Linked DNA regions of Mus musculus: regions 1, 2, 4 and 5 are each linked to region 3. Evidence: chromatin contacts called from public Hi-C, HiChIP or PLAC-seq and promoter capture Hi-C data. All regions are on one chromosome and are shown on one strand. The core of a region is the stretch at or near the end of the contact, and the rest is flanking DNA. Distances in the headings are between cores, read along the strand shown. Region 1 overlaps Akt3 (thymoma viral proto-oncogene 3). Region 2 overlaps Sdccag8 (serologically defined colon cancer antigen 8). Region 3 has its middle 42 kb from the start of 2310043L19Rik. Region 4 overlaps Sdccag8 (serologically defined colon cancer antigen 8). Region 5 overlaps Sdccag8 (serologically defined colon cancer antigen 8).

Region 1 (4,790 bases), core at 2,126-4,625, 560 kb before region 3:
ATGTGTAAAAAGAGGAACACTCCTCCATTGTTGGTGGGATTTGAAGCTGGTATAACCACTCTGAAAATCAGTCTGGTGATTCCTCAGAAAATTGGATATAGCACTACCTGAAGACCCAGGTACTTCTGGGCACATACTCAAAAGATGCTCCAACATATAACAAGGACACATGCTCTACTGTATTCATAGCAGCCTTAATTATAATAGCCAGAAGCTGGAAAGAATCAGATGTCCTTTAATAGAGGGATGGATATAGAAAATGTGGTACATTTACACAAAGGACTACTCAGCTATTAAAAACAATGAATTCATGAAATTTTTAGGCAAATGGATGGAACTAAAAAAATATCATCCGAACCCAATCACAAAAGAACACACATGGTATGCACTCATTGATAAGTGGATATTAGCCTAAAAGCTTAGAATACACAAGATAAAATTCACAGACCACATGAAGCTCAAGAAAGAAGACCAAAATACTCACAGGAGCAAATATGGGGATAAAGTAAAGAGCAGAGGCTGAAGGAATGGCCATCCAGAGACTGCCCCACCTGGGGATCCAATCCCATATACAGTGGCCAAACATGGACATTACTGTGAATGCTAATAAGTGCATGCTGACAGGAGCCTGATATAGTTGTCTCCTGAGAGGCTCTGCCAGAGCCTGACAAATAGAGAGGTGGATGCTTGGAACCAACTATTGGACTGAGCATGGGGTCCCCAATGGAGGAGTTAGAGAAATGACTGAAGGAGCTGAAGGGGTTTACAACCCCATAGAAAGAACAACAATATCAACCAACCAGACCCCCTAGAGCTCCCAGGGACCTAAACCACCAACCAAAGATTACACATGGATGGACCCTTGGCTCCAGCCACATATGTAGCAGAGGATGGCATTGTCGGGTATCAATGGGAGAAGAAGCCCTTGGTCCTGTGAAGGTTCAATGCTCCAGTGTAGGGGAATGCCAGGGCAGGGAGGGAGGAATGGGTGGGAGGGAGAACACCCTCATAGAAGCAGGAGGATAGAGATGGGATAGAAGGTTTTCAAAGGGGAAGCCAGGAAAGGGGATAACATTTGAAATGTAAATAAAGAAACTATCTAATAAAATATTCATTTTGGCCACTAAACCCATTTTTCTCTTCATCTACTATGTATCCAATGATACTATACAGTGTCTATGTCAAATTCCTATATAAAAAAACTATGATATAATCCTCTAGGTACCATGTTAGATACTAAATGATCAACAGACTTTTAAAATTTAATTATTCTGAATTTTCATAATTCATATCTATCTAGACAGTTAATGACCCTTCTAGATATATAAGATAAATGCTAAATCTAAATTTCTCTCTCCATATGTTTTGATTTAACCCATGAACTTATTTGTCTCCAAATCTGAAATCTGACTCTAACTTCAGCCATAAAGATCATTTGGGTGGTTTTAAGAACCATAATTTTCTATTTTCAATGTGAGTAAAAAATAGGTTAGATAGGAAACATTCATTTAAAAGAGGGGCAGCTAGGAGTGTAGAAATCCTATCATTTATAAAAGAGAATAAAGAAAAGTTTTGGAAAAGAGACAATTTCAGGATAGACCAATATTTGCAGCACATAAGGCAGACTTGTAGGAGGAGTTTCTTGAGACAGGTGCTGGCATACCCTGCTTCTCACCATACAGAATAAGTAGGGACCTTGCAAACACAGGATGAACCTAAAGACATCTGGGCAGTTATTCACTCTTCCATAGAAGAATTTTTCCCTCTTTGAAGTTTAATAATCTAAGAATTCAGTAAAAAGATATAAAATATCAGAGACCATGGCTAATGGACAGAAAAACTACTTTACTCAAAGTACCATGTGACAGTATGTGTTTGTAGTGGTATTTTTCAACTCAATGTGCATGTATTTCTCAACAATGTCTTCTCAATCTATGACTAACAGAAATGAGTCATGGTAACTTTTAATTTTTAGTTATGGTTATACCATCCTTAAAAATAATTCCTAAATTACATTTCTATTTCACTGCTTTTTGAAGATAACTTCATTCAGAGTCCATATTTGATCTGATAAACACAAATTAGAATAAAGGTCAAATGTTGTTATCCACATCCCTTAGTACTTTATAAATTTCCATTCTACATGCAATGGCTACTCAACAATGTAAGTAATGATTTTTATATTCTAAATCAATGAAAATTGAAGATGAAAACGGTATGCTTGCATAGATTTTAAATATTCTCCAAAGACACATTTTAAATGTTTGGCATTTAGTCTGGAGCTCTTGGGAGATGGTAGAAACTTCATGAGATGTGACCTGTGTCTTTTGGTTATTGGTACCATATCCCTGAAGATTGTTATAAGAACCTGGTCCTTTCTCCTTTTGTTCCCTGGTCATGAGAAAAAACATTTTACTGTGCTACTTTTTCACCATAAACCAGTACCTCACTATGAGCTCAAAGCAAAAAGATTAACCTCTAATGCAGGAAACCCCTCAAACTAGGAGCAAAAATAAATCTTTCTGCCTTCAGTGGCTTCTTTTATGCATGTTTTCACAACAGGACAAGTATATAATGCACTGACTAACATAAGATCCTAGTATGATGGGAGGGAAAAGAATAACATTTAAATGACAGCAGAGTACTGCAAGATTTTTTTTTTATATAAAAGAATCATTCTTTTTAATTATGTGTATGGAGGGTATGTTCCAGTGAATGCAAGTACTCATGGATGCCAGATGTGTCACTCTCCCTGAGTTGGAGTTATAAGCAGGAATGAGTCACCTGACATAGGTGCTTGGAGTTGAACTCAGGTCAGTATGTATGCAGTCTTAAATACTGAGCCATCTCTTCAGCCTTGAATCACATAGTTTTAATCCTGGTATTTAAATACCATTATCTAGGAAGATAACCTTAAACAAATCACCGACTCCAAAGGCTTCATTTTCTTATCTAAAAAGGAGAAATTTACATAGTATGCGTTCAGATATTCAAGAATAATTATTAAAGTCATAACATGTAGACTCTATAAGATTAAACTATTTTACCTTGAATAACTCAGACGAATAAGTAAGACATATTATTCATGAACCAGATAACCAAGAAACAAGGTGATAAACATACACACATATGCACCAAACCCCAGTTTGAGGAAAGCAGAAGAATAGTTTTAAATGAATCAATGAGGAAAAGAAATTTTAAAATTAATTAGACAAAAGAAAATTACACAGGCAAATAGAAGATGAGGACCTGCCAACCAGAAGCCAAGACAAAGAGCAGAAGAGCAGCAAAGTTTTCACGGAGTTATAAACAGCTCAGCACTGCCGAAGCAGAACTGCAGAGCCGAAGAGACATGGAGCAGGAGCTGAAAGGAGCGGCCAGATTGAAGAGATCCTAGTATGAAACATTAAGGAAGCTGGATGCCATCCAGTAGGCAATGAAGATCCAAGGCAGAGTTTTCCTGGGGAGAATGGCATAGTTAAGATGTAATTTTAGAAAGATCCTTCTGACAGACAAGTGAAAGAACATGAGTGGCACAGACGAGACGCAGAAATCTAGTTAAGAGTATGCATCAAAGACTAAGAGAGTGAGTCATTCCAGGAAAATAGTTCGAGGCATACATAATAGGTTCGAACATAAGAATAAAATCAGCAGAACTAGGAATGGATTGAGAGTGTGGTAAAGATGTAAAGGAAAGCAAAAGAGAGGGAACAGACCAAGATTTCTACTCAAGCAGAGACAGAACTCAAACACTGAACAAAGGAAAATAGGCAACTGTCTTGAGGTCAGCCTAGGAAAAGTAAAGGCTAAAAAACACATAGGGTGGCAATAATTTTCAGTGAAATTAATATGACACAATTCTCAGGAGAGCAGCCTGGTCTGAATACATGAAAAAGTGGGAATAAGGCACACAGTTTGTAACTAAGGTTTTATAAACAATATAATCCTGTAGATTCAGGCGTAATGTACAAAGTGTGAAGTCCTTGGCTAGATGTTTATTAAATACCAAATTATACTTCCTGCAAATAAGAACACAGAGGAACCTGACAGCACAGAGGGCAACACCATTCCAAAAGTTTGGTCAGTAGAATGAAATGCAACTCAAAGCCAATCCAGAAAACAAATTAAAGCTGAGCTTAACAAAGGATTTTAGCCAAATGTGTTACCTTGGCATTTGAGGAAAACGTAAAAGCAAGAAGGCCATTTTCAATGTTTTCTTGCTTGTTTCCCCTGAGCCAGGACTAAATCTAGTAAAGACTTTCTGACTTTCCTTTAAAGCAGGTCTTAGTCTCTCCTTTGACAAATGTCTTTCCTATTTCTGAAACAATCTTGAACTCTGAAGGTTTCAAGAGAAAGTTCTCAACTAACAGGCCATGTTCAGTCCTTTCCAGCCTATTACCATTATATTACCCATATTACCTATCATATTTTCCCATGATTATCTACTTTTACATTAATACACATGTCATAAATGTCATCATGGGGGATGATGAAGTAGGAAGGTCTCTGTTAGGTTGAAGCCAGCCTATATGACATGTTCCAGGTCACTCAGGACTATAAAATGAAACTTTGGTGGGAGTACCTACAGCACAAAAACATGTAAGTCTTTGAGTCTTAGTTTCCAAAGTCTAAATTAAATAAAATTAATGCTAGACAGATGTCTACATATATTTTCTTTTGTTTATAATGTCCTTAGCCATGATGCTGACATAGGAAGAAAAAAATGTTGACTTTCCATCACCACTAAATATGAGGTGGCCACTAGAGAAATCATCAAAAGTAGTTTCAAT
Region 2 (4,336 bases), core at 1,313-3,812, 750 kb before region 3:
AACAGAGGCATTCCATTTTGCTCTGGTGGACCCCACACTGCCTATGCGTGGTCTCTCCACCTGTCTGACAGGCGAGACACCCTGGTCTCAGAGTGGCCCTGGGCAGAGAGACTTGAGCGAGAGGCTGCCAGCAAATGTGTGTCTGCAGGTTCTGCTCAATGTTCCCTGGCTCGCTGCTCTCAGTTCTGCACCGCCCAAATGTGTGTGCAATGAACATCGACGCTGGGGGTGCTCTCCTCTCCCCTGCCACACAGGCCCACAGCCTGGAGCATGGCGGCTGAGGCAGCCAACTCATCTTCTGAAGAAGCCCAGAGGAAACCAAGAGCGTATTGCCCACACCACTTGCCTGACTCAACAACAAGGAGCATCAAGTTCAATGAAAATAGAAGGGGAAAGGTAGCAGCATGTGGTAAAATAATGTTCCCAAGTCAGCGTTTCTAAAAGAAAGTTCTGTCCTCCCATACTACTGTAAGATCCATGGAGGGAAGGGAACAAGTCATTGGCTTAATGGTGTTTAATTTCTTCTCACCCACCTCCTCCCTCCTCCATGGCTTTGTTTAGTAGGTCAGTTGTTAGATAGCACTCCTTTTTTATTTAATAACCACGTGCTTATTACACAGTGAGTCATTGATTGATAAATCCAAGACATGAAGTTTATTAAGACTCTTAAGATGGTTTAAGAGACTGGGAAATGCTTCATTCTCCTCTGTGACCTGACACAGACTGAAGTCAGCCTCATGGGGAACACACTGCTCACAGTTACACCATATAAGCCCGCAATTGGGGTTGGGGGTGGAATGCAGTCAGTTTCAGGCCGGAGCAAGTACTAATAGGTTAAAGCAACATTCGGGAAGCAGCCTGTAAGGCAGACGGCTAGCTAAGTGAAGTCTGTTCCACAGTGGCTCCGTGTGGCCTCCAGCATGCTTCCATCACCTCGGAGAGAACTGAGTCTCTTTCTCATGTCCTGGAGTTTACCAGGAAAGAAAAATGGGTTGCTTGGGTTTTGAGGTCGAGGGGGGATTCCTTCTGCAGAAAAGGTACTCTTAAAAAGTCAGCCTTGAAAACATTGTTGTCTTTACCGGAGCCTGTTTCTGACTAAAAGATTTACCCAAAGAATGGACCCAGAGGTAGAAGGGGAATTTTATATGACTGCACTTCTACTTGGACATGACATCTAAAAACAAAGTACCATGTCCCTAGTGGGTAAGCAGGTTGCCCTTGCCTGCCTTCTGGAAGCTGACTCAGTTTGCTTCAGCAGGCTGGCTCTCCTTGATTTAGACACATCCTTGTTCTGTCAACTGCCCTTCATTTTCTAGAAATCATATCTGAGTCTTGATGAGGATGCATGGATATGTAAAATCATGTTAACACAAAGTTCTGTAAATTAGAGAGAGGGGCTGTGCTTCTATGCTTCTGCTTGTTCAGAGACTTCAATGCTTTAAAACGAATTCATATAAAAAGATGATGATGATGGTAATCAGCCGTCACAATGTTCAGTCTAGAAAACTTGAGGCTAGTTGAGGGCATGATCCATTACTCTAGGTAGCCCTTGTTGGCAAGGTTATAGCGTTGACAAATTAAGGCTACAGAGAGTACTCCCTCTTTTCTAACTTTAGTCTTTGTCTTTAGAGGGAAAGCCATCCTTTCCTTCCTGATATTGTCCTTTGCTAATGGCAGCAGCGTTGCAGCCCAGGGCTCCTTAAGTTCTCCTGTGAGCACTGCTGGCACTTGGGTTCTTTCTCTCCCTGAAAGAAGACATCTATTCAGAATCCTTAGTGGTTGAATTGGTCAGCAATGTTTCAGCCGAGAAAGGATGATAATCCTATTAAGGAACAATGAAATCCATCTACAACAAAAAGAAAGCCCATGTCAGAACTATAGAGGAACCCAAATTTTGATCCTGCACCCAGGCTGACTTTCACAAAAAAATTATCTGTAAAAGTAGAGGGAGTCACGGTGCTGGAGACGACTCCTAGCACTAAAAACATCTTAGATGTTGCTTTATGTGCTTGCTTTCCATTAGAGTCAGGAATGGTCCGACTCTGTTGCTGTGATTTTGTCAACATTTATCCTATCTGTCTTTCATATACAAAGGCTTAGGGATGCCAGAAAACAAACTGTTAACGGAGAATTAACTTCTTTGGCATGCTTTCATACTTATCTTCCAAATTAAAGAAAATGAAATGGGCAGAAACAGAGTGTAGATTACCTCCTTTTTGTCAAAAATGGTGGGAATTTGAAAATTAATAATAAAAAAGGGAACAGATGCAGTAACATGCCAGAGGGAGATTAATGTGGAGAGTGAAATCTGTGAGCAACAAAACTGAAGCAAACTGAATCAGTGGGAGGTGGTTGTACAATCAAAATCAGGATAAAAGAGAAATTACAAACAACCCTGCACTTGTCAAAGTAGTAGTAATGAAACCCTGACTCTGCCAGCAGCGAGAACCTGTGTTAGCACTTTGGGGTAAGGATGGTAGCCGGGTGCCAGGTAGGAGGGCAGTGTTAGGTTGCTGGGCAGCAGCCATCTTGTGTGGAACAGATGGCACTGAAAGCTGGCAGGGGAGGGGCTCCTTAGCAGAACTAATCAGACAGTAACAGATAGGGCAGCTGGGAAGACTGACCACAGAGAGGGAGCCTGCGGGGTAGCTCAGTGCCACGGTGTGTGCAGCGGTGTGCCCATTGGTCTGCGGGAAGACCTTGCAATGCCTTTCCCATCGATGGACGCACTGAAACTTTTGTTCAAAAGGGAGAATTGAGTTGGAGTGTCTCAAACTTGGGGGTGGGGTTGGGTGTTGGAGAGAGACTGGGAATGGAGGTACTGCCCATCTCTGAATTCGTTGCATGAGTTTTCAATGTCAGCTTCTGTGGAACTTTGATTTTTGCAGCATGTGTGGCTCTGCCGTTCTCTTCTCCACTGTAGCACGCCAAGTGATCGCTCTATATTTTATCCACAGTTTGCAGCATCAGGACTATACATAAAATTAGAAAAGACTTCCTGGTATGATTTCTCACAAATGAAAACTAAAAGCAACCAGGTGATATGTATGTTTCTCCTTAATAATTCTTAATAACCTAATTCAAGCTATGGTTGACTTACAGCCACTTGCTCGTCCTTTTTGCTCCATGTAATTGTGGACTAAACAACAAAATCTAAGCATAATTTAGAGCCCAAACCTTAAAACAAAAATCAAATTACTGTGCAAAAATGAGAAGCCAACCTGTTAAATTTAATTGTGCATTGAAGAGCCATAATTCCAGATAGGTCAGCACATTTATTCAAATGCTATGCCTTTGACAACAAGATTCAGGTCTCCTACGTCTGTTTTCAAACTTGTATCTTCCTTTCTCCTTTTTATTTTTCCAGAAGGTTTATAGCTTGGCTCAAATTATTCATTTTGGAGGGGGGAGGGGGAAACATTACCAGGATTTGAAATAGGTGGTATAACATAGCCATATGCTATTTATGCAGCAGTTTCTGCAATAAATCTAATTTGGTGCTGTCAAAAAATCAGACTTATTTGATATAGCGGCACATTAGTAAATGATTGTGGCAGATTTAAAGTTGTCATTTAGTCTCTTCTAACTCTTAAACAGAATCTTGCAAACCCGTCTTCTCTCTCATCAAGTCTATGAAAACCTCCCAGGTCTTTGTCCTACAGTACTGCAATATTTTCATGTCTCAAAGCAGGTTTTGCCTAAAGGTAACTGAGAAAAAAGGGTGAAAAATGAATATCCTCTGTTGTCAAAATAACATTGGCAGTCAGAGATCAATAAAGCGGGGAAAATGATAGTGTCTCCAGCCTGTGTAGTTCTTAGAAAAGCAGAGCAGCTAGGCAGGCACATTCAGAATGAAGAGAAGCTAACATCAGTTCTTTATTAAGGAGCTGAATGTTTTACCTTGCATCCTACACCCATATGCTGTTTTAGGAAAACTGGCATTAAAGATGTGAACGACATCAGCTCCGTCTTCACCTAGTAATGCCCTTAGAAACGGCTTCCCTCTTCTCTACTGCAACCTGGCAACATAAGTGTGCTGCCTTTTTTTTTCCCTGTAGAATTTATGTCTAAGGTGTTGTTATCAAATGAAACTTTCTCCTTCCTACTCCTTCTATTTCAAAGATATAATAAACATTGCATATTAGGCAGGCAAATATTCTCTGAGTTCCTGAGTGAGTCCTTCTGCAAGAGGAGCCCTGACACTGCTCCCTCGTCTTTGCCGTATGCTTTTACAGAAGGGAGCTGTGTATGGGAGCACGCATCCAAGCCCCTGTGTGTGCCTGGGGTGACGCTACCGTGGTGCTCAGCGATCTTTCCCTCTTGTCTCTGTTCTTAC
Region 3 (4,858 bases), core at 1,202-3,701:
CAGGTTCTAATCTCCCCCCGACTCTTCCCATCGTTTGTTTGTTTGTTTGTTTGTTTGTTTGTTTGTTTGTTTCCATCTTCAAACTTTGCTACCTGTACCATCTGCTGTGAAGGGGACCTGGGCAACTCTCCTGCATCCCACGTTCACACTGAAGCCCTGGTCCTCCAAGTGAAAATATGTCACATGAGGAACTTTGGGGAGATTTTAAGGTTAGAGCAGGCCATGAAAGGGGGCACCCTCTCGAATGGAGTTAATATTCTTTTATAAGAAACACAAATGTTGAATCCATGGCAGCTCATGCCTGTGATTCTAGCAGGAATTTGAGAAGCCGAGGTGTAAGTATTGTGTGTTTCAAGTTAGACTGAGCTACACAGTAAGTTCCAAGGCAGTCTGAGCTATAAAGGGAGTTTAAGGCTAGCCTGAGCTACACAAGCAGATACTGTCTTCAAAAACAAATGAGGATGGGGAGAGGGAAGATTAAACACACACGCACGTGCACACACACACACACACATGCACACGCACACCATGTGGGTCCATAATTATTAACCAGCCACCTTTAAAAACCCAGGCAAGATCTTCACCAGGCACTGGATCGCCCAGTGCCTTGACCTTGGACTTCCCACCCTCTGGAACTGTGAAAAATGTCTGGTGTTTGAGGCACCCAGTCCTGCCTTACAGTAGCCCAAGCTGAGACACCATCTCATACACTCAGGTCAAACAAAACACAAAGACAGAGCTTAGACCATAATATGCTGAAGAATAGAAACTCAAAATTGGGTTTCGTTATTGTAAAAGTAGAAGATTTTGTCCCAGAGACTAAATTGATTCTCAAGAAGCCGTGCTCATTTACCTAGTATACTATATGGCTATTTTTTTTTTCGGTTATTTGTTGTTTTGTTGACTCCAGGTGTCATATAGTTCACACTGGTCTTGAACTCACTGTGTAGCCCTGGCTGATCTTGGAGTCACGGTCCTCCCAGACTTCACCCTTTCAAGTGCTGCGATCATAGACAGGAGCCTTGTGTATTTTGGCTGTTTTCATGCTGGGAACTCAAATCTGAGTAGTTATGACAAAGACATTTTCATCTCAAATTGTTATGTAAGGTATGGCTTTCAAAACCCCAAATATTGACTATCTGGCTCTTTCTAGAAAACATCCCCAGGCCATGCTGTGAAACCCATTCCATCCTAAAGGCCCGAATTGAGGTTAAATGCTGAAAATTATCCTTTCAGCTTGAGAGTCAGTAAGGTTTACAAGGCCTGGTAGTTGTGGTTGAGATGAGAAGGAACCTGGAGGTTAGAAGCAGAGACAGCTCTGGGTGGCGGCCTCTGGCCTGACTATAAAAACAAAACTGAAGGCTAACTTAAGGCATGTTTTTAAGTAAATAAGACCAACTAGGGATGCAGCTTCGTGGTAGAGCATCTGCCTACCTGAGTTCCAGTCCCAGCCAAGCAATAGTCCATTAACTAATTAAGTTAAAATAAAGTGAAAGGTATTTTCAAATTCAAGACAGCAGAAGTGGGATAGGAAGCAGAAGTAATGGGCTGTGCTCCGGTCCCTAATCTGCCACCAATTAGGTGTATAATTGGCGCAATCACTTCATTTCCTTGAGCTGTTACTTTATTTACAAAATAAGAGGCTCCTCCATTTATTGAAATTCACGGGCTCCTCCTGTGGGGAGCTTGCCACTTCAGACCGGGACATTTTGGGCTCTGGAGTAAGAGCCTATCTTATCTCAGGATCTCAAGGTGAAATAAAACATTCAGTGATGCCCTAGGTAGTCCAGCAGGGTTGTGAGGAAGAACTGAAAATTCAGAGTACTGTTGGCTCTACCGCGTCTTAGTGATATTCACCATGGTCGTAATTTATCACCATCTTGCCTTCCAAATAGATAGATTAGTGTAAGCCTGTCCACCCAGCGAGCTTCTCCCATCTGCAGAGGGAGGAGGCAGCGGGACAGCTGCGGATGGGACCGTCAGCTCAAATTATGTAACAGTAGCGGAGAAAGGCAGAGGCTTTCTCAATTTAGGCTTCTTGAGACTAGCGTTACCACGAGTTTCTCTACCCTAAACTCTCACCACACACAGCAAAGATGGCTTTGTCCCCAGGGCAGTTAATCCACGTAGCAAAGGGATCCCATAGGCATTGCCAGAGATCTTGGGGTAATTGAGACCCGACAGCAGATAAATCCTGCAGAATCAGGACCACTTTCTCTCTCCAAAGCCCTAAAGTGAGGAGCGGCTTTCCAAAAGCTCAAGCTTCTAAGCTTGTTTATCCCCGTTTGTGGCCGACGAGTCCTCCGTCCTGGACTACAGAGCCCTGCTCCCCCCTCCTCCCCTTAGTACTCATTCAGAGAAGTGACCCCAGTTGGCAGCCCAAGCTGCATAGACTGCAGTCAAATAACACCCAGATGAAACTGCAGCTGATGGCTGGCCTTTTCCATCAGTGGCTGCTGTGTGCAGCTCTCTCCTGGCCTCCTGAGGTTCAAATGCCCGCCTGATTTTGCCCTGGAAGCATCCCAGCCCAAACATGGAACAAAAGTTCCCTCTGACAAGCCTGTTTGGATTCCAAAGTATGTTTTTATGCTTGCTGGCAAATAGAACCATCACCAGCAACAATAACAACACTGTCTCCCCTCACTGAAGCGACTTCATTTCTTCACATTTGTTCCAGAGCTGGACAGATGAATAATGTTCGCTAAGGGGCTGGCCCAAGTCCTGACCTCCTGCCTCCAAGAGCAAACAGAAGTGACACACAGGCTTATCTGAACTTTCAGTTGCTTGATTCAAAACAGAAAGAGAGAAAAGTTGCTATTTAACCTATGTAGCCACCTAAGGGCTTTTGTTTTGTTTTTCCTTTATTCCTTAGTTGTTTATTATTATTATTATTATTATTATTATTATTATTATTATTATTATTGTTATTATTTATTCATAGCTTTCATTTGTCTTCTTCAGCAAAAGAGGACCTTACTACTGGTGCCCCAATGAAGCCAGTTTCTCAAAGACCGAGATTAACCTGACATCTTGTGGCCATACTGGGTATATACAAGTCTAGACAAACCAGCCCCTTATAAAATTAGGGAAGGGATACAGAAAATGTTTGAAAGGGTCTTCAAAAATATTTCCCGTGGTGTTTTATTTAAGACATCTCAGGAAGTCATGTAGTATGTCTTGGGAAAACCACACACAGGACGATATTTAAGTACCAAGTAACTACTTGTCTCTCTCTCTCTCTCTCTCTCTCTCTCTCGCTTGAACAGATCACTTCACTCTAATGATTGGCTTCTCATCTGTAAAATAGAGTTCATGATAAATATTATTATACTTTTCTGAGGCTTATATAAGATAAAGCAAATCAAATGACTGTTAACGATTGAGGGTAGCTTAGTGCTAGAGGCCAGGCTTGGCATGCAGGAGGTCTTGTGTTCAGTTTCAATACCAAAACCAAACCAAAATAATAACATTTAAACGTTACATACACTATGAGAACACTAAGGATTCCTAGAAGTAGAGTCTAAACTCATACTTGGTTAAATTTCTTCAAAAACCCAAAACCTGTTTTGATGCCTAACCCCAATATAGCATAAAGCCCTGGCCTCAGAATAGATAAAGAGAACAAATCCACACAGTCATATGCTTTCCTAAATATACCCACTGCCAAATTCTCTCTCGTGTTTTTTGTGATGTAAGTACAGCCATTTTCTTTGGTCTTTCCACTTAGGGCCATCAAGTGAACCGTGAGGAAGGGGTAGGAGTCTTGAGGAGTTAAATCATCACAGATCACGTGGTGCCTGACTGGCGGTGGGGCTTGAGAACCTGTGCCTTCTGTTTACAGTGCTGGGAGGAAGGTCTTGGTGTGATTGTGATGTTAGAGATCAAACCTTTGTCTTGATTTATTTTTAAAGATGTATCCATTTTTTTTTATTTATATGAGTACACAGTAGCTGTCTTCAGACACACCAAAAGAGTGCATCGGATCCCATTACAGATGGTTGTGAGCCACCATGTGGGTGCTGGGAATTGAACTCAGGAGCTCTGGAAGAGCAGTCAGTGTTCCTAACAGCTGAGCCATCTCTCCAGACCTAAACCTTTTGTTTTGTAAGTGTACCAAGTGCTAAACATGTTCTCTATCACTAGGTCACACCTCTGTTTGTACCTCATCTTCTGGAAAAAGCAGGAGTCCAACACAGCAGCCCCAGAAGCTCCTGGGTGTCTGTGTCCCACAAGGGTGATGCAGGGTGACTCATCGAATACAAGATGGGTTTGGCTATTGCTGTTGTGCAGCGTGTGGTGTGGAGGAAGCCAAGAACTCATCAAAGCTAGGGGGTTGATGAAGAAATGTGCATTGCATAGACCTCCTCTTGTGCTAAATTTCAGTTCTGCTAGGGTCAGTGGGCCAGCTAGGTAGTGTCCCACCTACCGACAGCATTTAAGCACTCCCAGGAGCACAGAGTGTCTTCCCATTCACAGATGATCTTTTCTGTGTCCTCTACTTGCTGAATTCACTGCTTGTCTCCCTGGTACATGAGGTGAACTTAGGGTGCCTCTGACAGCAAGATCAATAGCTTTACACAGAGAGAGTAGCACACCAGCCAAAGGGACCTCAGCTCCTTGGGTGAATGGTGAGGAGAGGTGACACAGACTTCCAGCCATCTTCCCTCATGCTGGGTTTCCCAGACCTCCACACTGTCTAGGGGACTAACAGGAGGGGGGACACTGCAAAGGGGAGGGTGACAGGATGTGAGGGGCAGATGTTCAAAGAACATTATAAGCTTGTCTTGAAATGTTATTATGTAATTCAGTACAATAAAAATTAAAAATAAAAACTTGTGAAAAGGCAAAAATCCCCTGC
Region 4 (4,483 bases), core at 1,356-3,855, 670 kb before region 3:
CTCTCTGCTCTCCGAAGCAACCAGCTCTCAGAACTCATCTCAGATTCCTTTTCTGCAGACTCAGGCAGCTGGATAAGCACGGCCAGGCTACAGCGCAGCAGCTGGTGCAGTTGCTTAACAAGCAGAATCAGCTTCTCCTGGAGCGACAGAACCTGTCTGAGGAAGTGGCCCGGCTGCGAGCGCAGGTAGGGTGGGAACCTGTCTGAGGAAGTGGCCCGGCTGCGAGCGCAGGTAGGGTGGGAACACACACAGGGACCTCTGTGGGCCAGGCTGAGGGCAGCCGTGGGCCGTGTGGGAGCACGAAAAGCCCACTATAGCTCAAGGGGGCCCAGGGCTGCATGGCAACACAGATTCTCTCCTTCCCCCTTTCTAGGCTGCAGTGTCACAGGCCCAAATCCCTAAGAATCACATAGGTCAGGTCATAAGCTGGGAGAGTTATGCCAAGCATCAGACTCAGGCACATGGATCAACCCAGGCATACCAGAGGCAGCCACACCATGCAGGAACACTGGTGGGGAAGACTAGCGGGAAAGAGGAAGAGCAGTGCTCAGGCCCAACATGTGGAGGAGGCAGCTGTGAACTACTACTGAGGACTGAAGGACTTTAACAGTAGAAGAAAGGGGTGCTCGAAGATGGGAAGGTCTCATGAGAGTAATCAGATGACTTAGCCCAAATAAGTATCTATCTAAAATATGTGCTCACTCTGTCCAGTTAAGCAAGCCAGCAAGGCTGATATTATTGTCTCCATTTTGCAGATAGGGAAACTGAGGCTCAAACAAGCATATTCAGCTAGCAAATAGGGGCACAGCAAATGGAACCTAAGTCTGACTCCAGAGCCCAAGCTGTCCCCATTCAGGTTAGATAATGGCGGAAAAGAGCCCAGGTAAGTTGGACGGGTGGCACAAACTACTGTTCTTCTCAGCAACTTCTCCTCACATCAGAGAGGCTCTGGGGGTTTTGCCCCATTAAGCAATCTGTGAAGATAAGGATGTATACGGGTGCTTGCAGTGGTTAGTGGGGAAGCCTCTGGAAGTGAAAGGAAAAAAGACCATTTCTTATTCTCCATTCGAAAGGACCTTGAGCTGACAATCTTGACCTGCCTTGAACTCTGCCTATTCAGTCCTGTAAATTGCTTCAAGTTCACAGTTGTGAAAGATCCAAACTGGACACTGGGCAGAGGGCTCACACAATGGTAGAAGTATGCACTGGAGGGCTAGAGGGCACAGGTCAGCAGGGTCTGACAATACACTGACCACTATCTGGAATGTGTGTAAAACACCCAGTTGTGGTGGCTCCCGACACTCCAGGCATGTCTGGAAGCAGAACCCAGGCACCTCCATTTATACGCTATTGGGGTAATTTGTAAAGACAGAAAGAACCTCTTAGTTTGGAATTGTAGCCAGAAACAACTCCGTTTGAAAACCTTGGCCAAGGCATCCATGGCTCTCCTGAGCTTCTGTCCTCATCTGCTGCATGAGAATTAAGAGAACTGGGCATGTTAGGGTAGTGGTTTGCTCAGTGGGATCTTAGGAACTTGGTAGCCTGAAGTGCCCCATACTTGAGGTCACTCTCTCCCCTTCCTGAGAAGTTCCCATGGAGCCAGCAGTGACACCACCATCTCTACTGTGCTCAGGGCTCAGTGCAGAGTCCATCTCCTAGAGGAGGAACTGGATTTTGGTCATAACCCAGGTCTGTGGGCAGGTCCAAGGGAGATTTGGTTCATCAAAGTCCAAAGTCACCAGAGCCACCTTTGGTAACTAGGCTATTGTGACATATGATGGACTGGGATCTATGGCATGGTGAGCTTTGCCTTTGGACTAATCACCACCCTTTTTTTATGGCACACACAGATCTTAACATGGAACACGTATTTTTAGAAGCCTTTTCCTGAGTTTTAAAAGCTTGAGAATTTCCAAATTCACTGCACTTAAAAGAATATTGCAGGAAAAAGGTCTTCCTTTGCCAGTGGCAACACAAATGACTTGTCTACCCCTTGCTGTCTGGAGCATCTCTGATGGGGCTTTTTTATATTGAAATTCTACCCTGCGTGTTATTTTAAGATGACCACGGCGAAAGAAATTTGGCAGAGGTAATGGCTCCCTGTTGCAAATGCTGGGAGCAGTTGGAGGTTTTGCAAGCTCTTTGCACAGTCTCTAACCCAGTCCACTCTGGCACAAGTGTTACACTGGTCTCCATGTGCTGGCACTTGGTGGCCTGGGACTAATGTGAATCATTTTTTTGCCCAAAATAAACCTGAATTGTAAACTGATTTTTAAATGTGGAATCCTTGAAGTAAGCAAGTCAAAGTTTGACTGACTGTATGTATCTGGTTGGGGAAGAGGCTCCTCAGCGCTATGGAGGGAAAGGCTGTGCTCTGACCTGTCTCCACCTGGACTTCTGGGCATCTGAGGCTTATAGATGCCTTTGTGTCCAGTGTGGCAGTGGTGTGGCTGAAGGCCTCCATTTTCTCTGCCTGGATGAATTAAGCATAATAGCTTAATTTTGCATGTCAAACTCTGAAAATCTCTGTCTGCTCAGAACGCAAAAGAGAGTGGGTATTTTCTGACCCAGACAGCTGCTTGGGAGCTTAGTCACGTCCTTCAGATTGGCTCTATTTCCTAAGCCCTGGCCTGCTCAGAGAAAGAATGGTGGCCTCCAACAGGAAATGCCTTGTTTCTAAGCCTTGATTATTCTAAATGGCTTCTGTTTAGATTTGAGTCACACACAGTCTCTTGCCCATGAAGGGAACCTGTCCTGGTTGTAAGTGACTATGTACCAATGCCACTTTGGGCTGGAGAGCTTACACAGCTGCCATGTGGTAGGAAAGTGACTATGCAGGGTGCAGGGTAATCCTCCAGCTGGTTTATAGTATGCTCCTTCCTCAGGATTGACTAAAAATGGTGGCTTTCCTAACTTCTTCACTTACACTGGAAGGATGTGGACATGACCGTGCTGTCTTGGTCTTACCCTGGCGGTAGCCCTCTCAGCCTGACTCTGATATGAGAGCTGGACTAGATCCCTGTTCTCTCTCCTTGCCTGACTTGCCAGAGATGCCATAGTGGTAGTGTGGAGGTGGCTTGTGGGTAAGGACCATGGGGCCCAGGGGCAAGGCTTGACTGGGCAAAGCTTGGAGCAGAGTTGGGGTCAGAAGCCTAAACCCAAAGAGTAACATCTGGCCAGGAAGGGTGGGGCCAGCTGGCGAGGAAATTGTGGATTCTGTTCCTGGGGAGGATGGGTCTAGGAGAGGGAAGAGAACAGAAACGCTCTGTCCAGTGGGAGGGCTGTTTCTTCCATCAAGATGGGCTTGAGTTACTTACTGGGTAATGACTCTGGTTTCAGCTGCCTGGCATCCTGCAATAGCTGTCACCCTGAGCAGCCTGCCTGTTCAGTCCTCAGCATTCAGTCTGGGGAGGGATTCCCTTTGAGTCCCTTCTTATGAATCACTCACAGTTTAGAAAACAGAGTCGGAAGCTGCCGTGTCAGTGGTTAATCAGTTGGCCCTATGACTTTTAAGCATTCTTGGCAGAGAATGTACTTTCTAATTTGATTTAAAGTTGTGCAAGGATCGAGCAGCCATATGTGATTATATTCAAGATCATCGACATTATCTCATTACATCCAAGGACTCATTGAATAGAGTTGAAAATAAGCATGAGAGGCAAATCCTAGGGAGGGGTGGAGAGGCCTGCTTGTGAGTAGAAGCACACACAGGATTGAGTCTGGAGATGGGCAGCTCAAGTGAGGGTAGCCCAGACCCACTGGCTGGTGGGGAGTGGAGAGACAAAGTGGGGATCTAGAGATGGTCACTCTTATCTTGTCCTTTCTAGAGCCCAGGGGCTTTGCCTAGCTGACTTCAGGGCCCACACACAGTTAACTACCTGCAAGACAGATGGTGTCTTATGAATGGAACAGAAAATAGACTAAATAAAATAATTTACAAAGCCTCCTCCTGAACCAGGATTTTTTGGAAAGAATTCTAAATAGATGAAAACAAACAATTTGATTTCAACCAAATTGTTGTTTTTTTGTTTTTATCCTGATTTTCACCCGAATTGTCAGTCTCAAAAATAAACACTGATACATTCCCAGAAAATATTTTTCAAATAAAAACTGACTCTGTTAAAGTTTGCCCTGATTCTTTCAAAACTGTGTACAAGACACTGTCAACCAAAGTGACTTGCATATTTTTTTAAATCAACTTGAACATATGCAGCTACGATGTCATTAACTCCCTGCTGCTGGGTGTTTTTAGAGAATGACATAAGACCCTGGGCTGCATTTCTAACATAATCACGGGGAAGTCATGGGGACCTCCCCAAGCAGCTGAAACAGCACACAGCTTAGCAGTTCATCTAGGCGCCTTGTTTGCCACTAATACTGAGGAGCACACTAGACTTCACCTAAGAGGCCTGTTCTAAGAGCTCCCTTTGTCCAAGGCTGTGTACTTCCAGAGTAGGCATGGTGGGTAAAAAATGTTGAATTT
Region 5 (4,682 bases), core at 1,647-4,146, 740 kb before region 3:
CCCAGCAGAGAGAACAGGAGCTGACACAGAAGATACAGCAAATGGAGACCCAGCACGACAAAACTGGTGGGTGGTAGGGAAAGATTAGAGCCTGGGCACTTGCTCACAAGCCAGGCCCACGCCTTACTGTGAAATGACATCAGGAACACCTGTAACCTTTGGCTGGCCGAAGGGAGCAGATGCTAACTGCACCGGAGATTCCGAATTACATATTAGTTAGCGTTTAAAAGAGAAAATGGGAAGTATTGCCCACTGTCTGTTGACTTGAGAGTGCTGCTCTCACATCTGTTGCACCATCTGGATTATGAGTTTATTTACCTGTGTTCAAGAAACGTAGAGCTGAGAGAGACCACAACAAAGTAGAAAAACAAAGGGCTTGCTTTTGGCTGGGTTTTCAGGCACACATGTTATATAAAGAAAATAGCATCAGAAGCTCTGCGGGAAATGCTCTGAGCTTACAGTTAGAGTCTCCTGAATAGCATTGAACAGTTCCCACAGTACACACATTATAGCTACTCTAAAAGCCTAATGAGTTTGCTTCAGCATCCAAACTGGAGAAAAGCTTTACCCATTAATCGGTTCTTAATTCACTGTCGCAGCTGGATGTAATTCAGTGGCTCCAAATTGATATGTTCCTTTATTTAATCTTTGCAGCTTCGAACATTTTTAGCATTTGTATGATTTCCCCCACCTCCCCCAATGCAGTCGAGAGTGATGCTTAATCCTCTGCATTCGTCAGCTTCTCAGAACTGCTGTTAAAATTCACTAATACAAGGCATTGACCACAGCTGGCAGCTTGGCCCAAAATCGCCATCTTTCATCACGTTGGCACTATTCTGCAGACTGAGTTGGCCAGTAACTCTTTACCTTTAATTTGAAAGTAAAATGCACTTTGAAAATAGGCAGTTTGATGTGTGCAGTCAGGGCGTTATGTAGTTCCTTTCGCTTTTGAGTTGTGTGTTCACAGACAGTGTTAGTCAAAACAAGACAGTGTCAGCCATTATAATTCTACACCACATACTCCACGCTGATTGTACCATTAAAACAAAAGTTTAATTGATCCTGTCTCTTCCACAAAAAATGTTGCTTAATTTTAGAGCCCTGATTTATTTTGCTTTGTTTGCTGTATGCTTCACCCCCCCGAACATTAGTAAAAATTGAAAAGGGAAAATTATTTACAAATGAATTTCACAGGATTTAATGCATATTATATTTAAAGATATGGTTAAAAAATGATTTCATCTATTGGTAACCTGAAGTTCTTTAATGGATTTATTTACTTATAAAGTCAGCTATCCTGATGCCTCATGTATAGAGTTTCTCCTTAGCATTTAGCCAGAAGAAATAAAAAAAATCCAAAAGATTTTGTTGATTTTTTTTTTTTTAAACTAACACAAAGAGGAATTCATCGGGGAAACTGTCCTTGGCTATTGCTGGTAGAATCCTGGACCAAGAGTTTGGGCAGGACCTGAGAGTTGGGAAAGGTTTTGACCGTTAAAATCGTCTTTAAGATCATTTATTTTGCAAATGCACACACAAATCACACCCTCTTTAGTCTCTGGCCAGACTGTTATTGAAACACACACTATGAAAGTATGGTAAGATTTCTAAGGACAGTTGTGTATTCCACCTAATGACTGGAGTGTATACAAGCTCTAAGGGGGTAAAACATGGGCAGATAAGAACCATCAAGCACCAAGTACAGTGTAGCAGAGAATTCCTCGGCTTTAATTTCGAATTATCTGGTTGTGATAATTTTTGACACTGTTTATAGTAAAATTGTCAAAATAAAAATATAATATCTTGCATACTTCAAAGATATAAGCATTTATGACTTCATTTGAGATATTTGACAGTTTATGAGCATGCTAAAATGTTACACAAGCTGATATGATCAAAATTGTTCCTGGTATACAAGTTTATTATGAAAATAAATGTCTCACAAGACTCAGTGTCCCGCCAGATGACAAGTCCTTCACTTAGGACACTGACAGTGATCTGGTGGATGTAGGAAGGGCAGAGTGATCTGAAGCACGTTAGCACCGTGCATGGCAAGAGTTACAGAGCAAAGCCACTTATGTCTCATATTGGTGGGTTATTGTTATTTCTAGAAAGTGAACAGTATTTACTGCTGACATCCCAGAACACATTTCTGACAAAATTAAAAGAAGAATGCTGCTTGTTAGCCAAGAAACTGGAAAAGGTCTCACTAAAGAGCAGGTAGGTGATTGGGTAACATTGTACATTGTCTTTAGAATATTTTTATTTGATAGCTAAAATTTGGCTTTAAAATTGCATTTTTACTCTACCGTAATTTATTACTAAAATGTGCCATGCATTGATATAAGTTTTCTGAGAAACCAGGTATCTCTGTGTGCATATTTTTGTGATTGTCCATCTAGACAACCTTTCTGTCCCAAGGAGGGACTCCGGGGCCTTGTATGGTAAGCAAGCACACTGTTCCCAAGCTACTCCCGCAACCCAACTTAGATATTTTTTTTCATGGTTATGTATACGTACTTGGATTTTTATAGTGTTTATAACTTAAAACCATGAAAATCAGGAACAAAGGCCAAGATAACCATTAGCATAATAAAGGATACAAATAAGTCAAGCAGTTCTACAATCTTCTGTTGATATAGGCGATGGCATTTTAGTCTATTTCCAAGTTTTTCAGGAACACACAAAAGCTGTCTTTAAGGCCAGTCATTTGGGACACTGAGGAAGAAAACACGCTTGGTATAATACATTCTTAACTTTCACAGCAGCATACAAAAGTAATTAGGTTTTTTTTACATATGAATAAAAAGCATAATCATTTGAATAGCTTGTGGGTAGGAGAGTTAGCGGCTTGGCCTACGTATTGCTGTTACACAGTGTCTAGAGTCTTTCTTACAGCCATGGTGATATTTATAGTTGCTGTTAAAGAAAGTTCAGGCTTGCTGGATAGAGACACATGCACCTGCAGTGGGGAAGGCAGGAGAATTTCCCGAGCTGAGCCGAGGAGTCCTAGGCCAGCCTCGGCATCAGAACAAGAGTCTGCCTCTTAAAAGAGAAGGAGAGGAGAGGTGAGCATTGCAAAGGCTAGGGAGGGAAAATTAACCTTTAAATTCCTGTAGAAAAGTAGACATTCTTGGGATGTAATTGTTAGACCGAGAGCTAGGGCTAACCTGTAACATGTCTCTGGGCCCTTGCTTTCCGTCTTTAATCTGCCTCCCAGGATACTAGTCTAGTGAACTTGAACCTCCGTACCTCTCAGGCCCGACTGCTACTTTGTAAACGAAACATGCTCCTTCCTATCTGACACATAGATGGCACCCAATGCATATTTATTGAATGAGTGATAAATGAGTGGGAAAACAGGTGTGCTGCTATCCTCCACATGCTGGTCTGACTCCTGGTGCCAGCCTGTTCCTTTGTGGGTGACAAGCACTGTTCAGGAAAGAACTCTTTGGGATTCAGAAGGAACCAGATTAGAATCTTGGTTTGTCAGTCATTTTATTGTACATGTAACCTTGACCATGTTGCCCGGTCTCCTTAAACCTCAGCTTTGTAAAAGTGCCTCTAAAGTCATGTTGCAGAATGGTTATAGGATTTAGAAGTACATTTAATGACAGGAATGAGAAACACAAGTATGCGCTCGTATACACACACACACACACACACACACACACACACCCTTTGACAACCTCAGGGTGTTGGTTGCAGGATTTACACCACACCCAAAGCCACAAATGACAAATGCTCACATTTGTAACATAAAACAATGTAGTAGTTATATAGAACCTGTTCATATTTTCCTACGTATTTCATTTTTTAATTTTATTTCTTATTTTTATGGTGTTAAAAATGAGGCCCAGGACCTAATACTTGCTAGTCTAGTAGCCCAGCACCGAGCAACACCCTAAACCCTCTCCCACATAGTCGAAATTCTCTCTAGGTTACCTATAGTTGCTAATACGATGTAAATCTATGAGATGAGTTATTAAACTGTACTGGGTGGAAGCTAACCACAGGAAAATACTCGTGCTCAGTATAGACCCAGCATTCCATCTGTGGTTGGCTGGGCTGCAGAGGAACCCACAGCTGGGGAAGACAGCTGTGAGCCCCCGGCACAGTGCTTGCTCACCCCACATTAAGGAACAGGGGCTGATCTATCAGCTCATGCAAACTTCACTAACTGGGCAAGATATGAGTAACATTTTCTAATGGGCAAAAGTCTGTGATGAAAATATGTAGGGCTAAACAGAACCCAAAAAAGGTGGCGCTCACAACTTAGTGGGTCAGGCTGTAACACCTGGTTCTGAGTCTGAGGGATTCAAATAGTAACATACAGAATTCTCTTGAGTTCTTCAAAGCTCAGGCCTTCCAAGTAGTGAACATGCCATGAGTTATATGTTTCAAAGTTGTTCTGTGCTTCACAAGATAGCAGTAGAGGCAGTGAGTGGCGGTTAAGGGCTCGTGTTTGTATGCTTTCGTTTCTCCTCAGTCTTGCCTTGTTCCCCCCACCCCCCAGTTCCTAACTTCACCCTCTCCTTTATGCCCATTTGACACTCGATTTGGATATTATCTTCTGATGTGAAACTACCTATACATCCCCAAAGGACCAAAGCATAATGTAATAAGACCTGTGACGTCTGTGTGCTCTGTGCCAAGCTCTTGGGTTAAGTCATTTCTGATGG

Evidence for each region. Promoter capture Hi-C pulls out the DNA fragments that hold promoters and counts their contacts. A called contact is a pair of places that touch in the nucleus more often than the background predicts. HiChIP or PLAC-seq counts read pairs in DNA pulled down with a chosen protein or histone mark.
Region 1: a Hi-C map of forebrain shows a contact between it and region 3, with 4 times the contacts expected there. The contact joins two enhancer-like sites. A contact is called at or near these places in 1 of 15 datasets of contacts at CTCF or cohesin (large pre-B cells), 8 of 484 Hi-C or Micro-C datasets (bone marrow-derived macrophages, cerebral cortex, embryonic stem cells and 2 more), 1 of 115 datasets of contacts at active chromatin or transcription factors (large pre-B cells) and 1 of 9 other capture datasets (embryonic stem cells).
Region 2: a promoter capture Hi-C map of hippocampal neurons shows a contact between it and region 3, with 16 times the contacts expected there. The contact joins two enhancer-like sites. A contact is called at or near these places in 10 of 39 promoter capture datasets (the 3T3-L1 cell line, the C10 cell line, the HPC-7 cell line and 7 more), 13 of 484 Hi-C or Micro-C datasets (Th1 cells, bone marrow-derived macrophages, cerebellar granule neurons and 6 more) and 3 of 115 datasets of contacts at active chromatin or transcription factors (embryonic basal ganglia, embryonic forebrain and neural progenitor cells).
Region 4: a contact with region 3 is called in an H3K27ac HiChIP or PLAC-seq map of oligodendrocyte precursor cells, with 26 times the contacts expected there. The contact joins two enhancer-like sites. A contact is called at or near these places in 1 of 15 datasets of contacts at CTCF or cohesin (large pre-B cells), 24 of 484 Hi-C or Micro-C datasets (B cells, the C2C12 cell line, adipose-derived mesenchymal stem cells and 18 more) and 6 of 115 datasets of contacts at active chromatin or transcription factors (double positive thymocytes, embryonic brain, embryonic stem cells and 3 more).
Region 5: a contact with region 3 is called in a Hi-C map of cortical neurons, with 2.7 times the contacts expected there. The contact joins two enhancer-like sites. A contact is called at or near these places in 7 of 484 Hi-C or Micro-C datasets (Th1 cells, bone marrow-derived macrophages, cerebral cortex and 4 more) and 2 of 115 datasets of contacts at active chromatin or transcription factors (embryonic basal ganglia and large pre-B cells).

Annotation. Positions count from the first base shown.
Region 1 is chr1:177,123,411-177,128,200 of GRCm38.p6, forward strand. The region is part of intron 2 of Akt3 (thymoma viral proto-oncogene 3); the gene reads right to left. Among named protein-coding and RNA genes, the nearest start is that of Akt3, 120 kb to the right of the region's middle. Within about 2 kb of position 3,376, at least 16 of the 459 cell types and tissues checked have an H3K27ac peak or open chromatin away from gene starts, as enhancers often do. A contact at or near this core is called in forebrain, where this site is marked.
Region 2 is chr1:176,927,364-176,931,699 of GRCm38.p6, forward strand. The region is part of intron 13 of Sdccag8 (serologically defined colon cancer antigen 8); the gene reads left to right. All of the region lies in intron 3 of Gm15423 (a long non-coding RNA gene), which reads right to left. Among named protein-coding and RNA genes, the nearest start is that of Gm15423, 11 kb to the right of the region's middle. Within about 2 kb of position 2,563, at least 17 of the 459 cell types and tissues checked have an H3K27ac peak or open chromatin away from gene starts, as enhancers often do. A contact at or near this core is called in cerebellar granule neurons, cerebellum, cortical neurons and 2 more, where this site is marked.
Region 3 is chr1:177,682,085-177,686,942 of GRCm38.p6, forward strand. No RefSeq gene overlaps it. Among named protein-coding and RNA genes, the nearest start is that of 2310043L19Rik, 42 kb to the left of the region's middle. Within about 2 kb of position 2,452, at least 46 of the 459 cell types and tissues checked have an H3K27ac peak or open chromatin away from gene starts, as enhancers often do. A contact at or near this core is called in cerebellar granule neurons, cerebellum, cerebral cortex and 7 more, where this site is marked.
Region 4 is chr1:177,011,831-177,016,313 of GRCm38.p6, forward strand. Sdccag8 (serologically defined colon cancer antigen 8) reads left to right here. Exons shown (of 18, transcript NM_029756.3): 17 at 59-185. Among named protein-coding and RNA genes, the nearest start is that of Gm15423, 73 kb to the left of the region's middle. Within about 2 kb of position 2,606, at least 111 of the 459 cell types and tissues checked have an H3K27ac peak or open chromatin away from gene starts, as enhancers often do. A contact at or near this core is called in cerebellum, cochlea, cortical glia and 3 more, where this site is marked.
Region 5 is chr1:176,946,170-176,950,851 of GRCm38.p6, forward strand. Sdccag8 (serologically defined colon cancer antigen 8) reads left to right here. Exons shown (of 18, transcript NM_029756.3): 14 at 1-66; 15 at 2,112-2,220. Among named protein-coding and RNA genes, the nearest start is that of Gm15423, 7.5 kb to the left of the region's middle. Within about 2 kb of position 2,897, at least 41 of the 459 cell types and tissues checked have an H3K27ac peak or open chromatin away from gene starts, as enhancers often do. A contact at or near this core is called in cerebral cortex and cortical neurons, where this site is marked.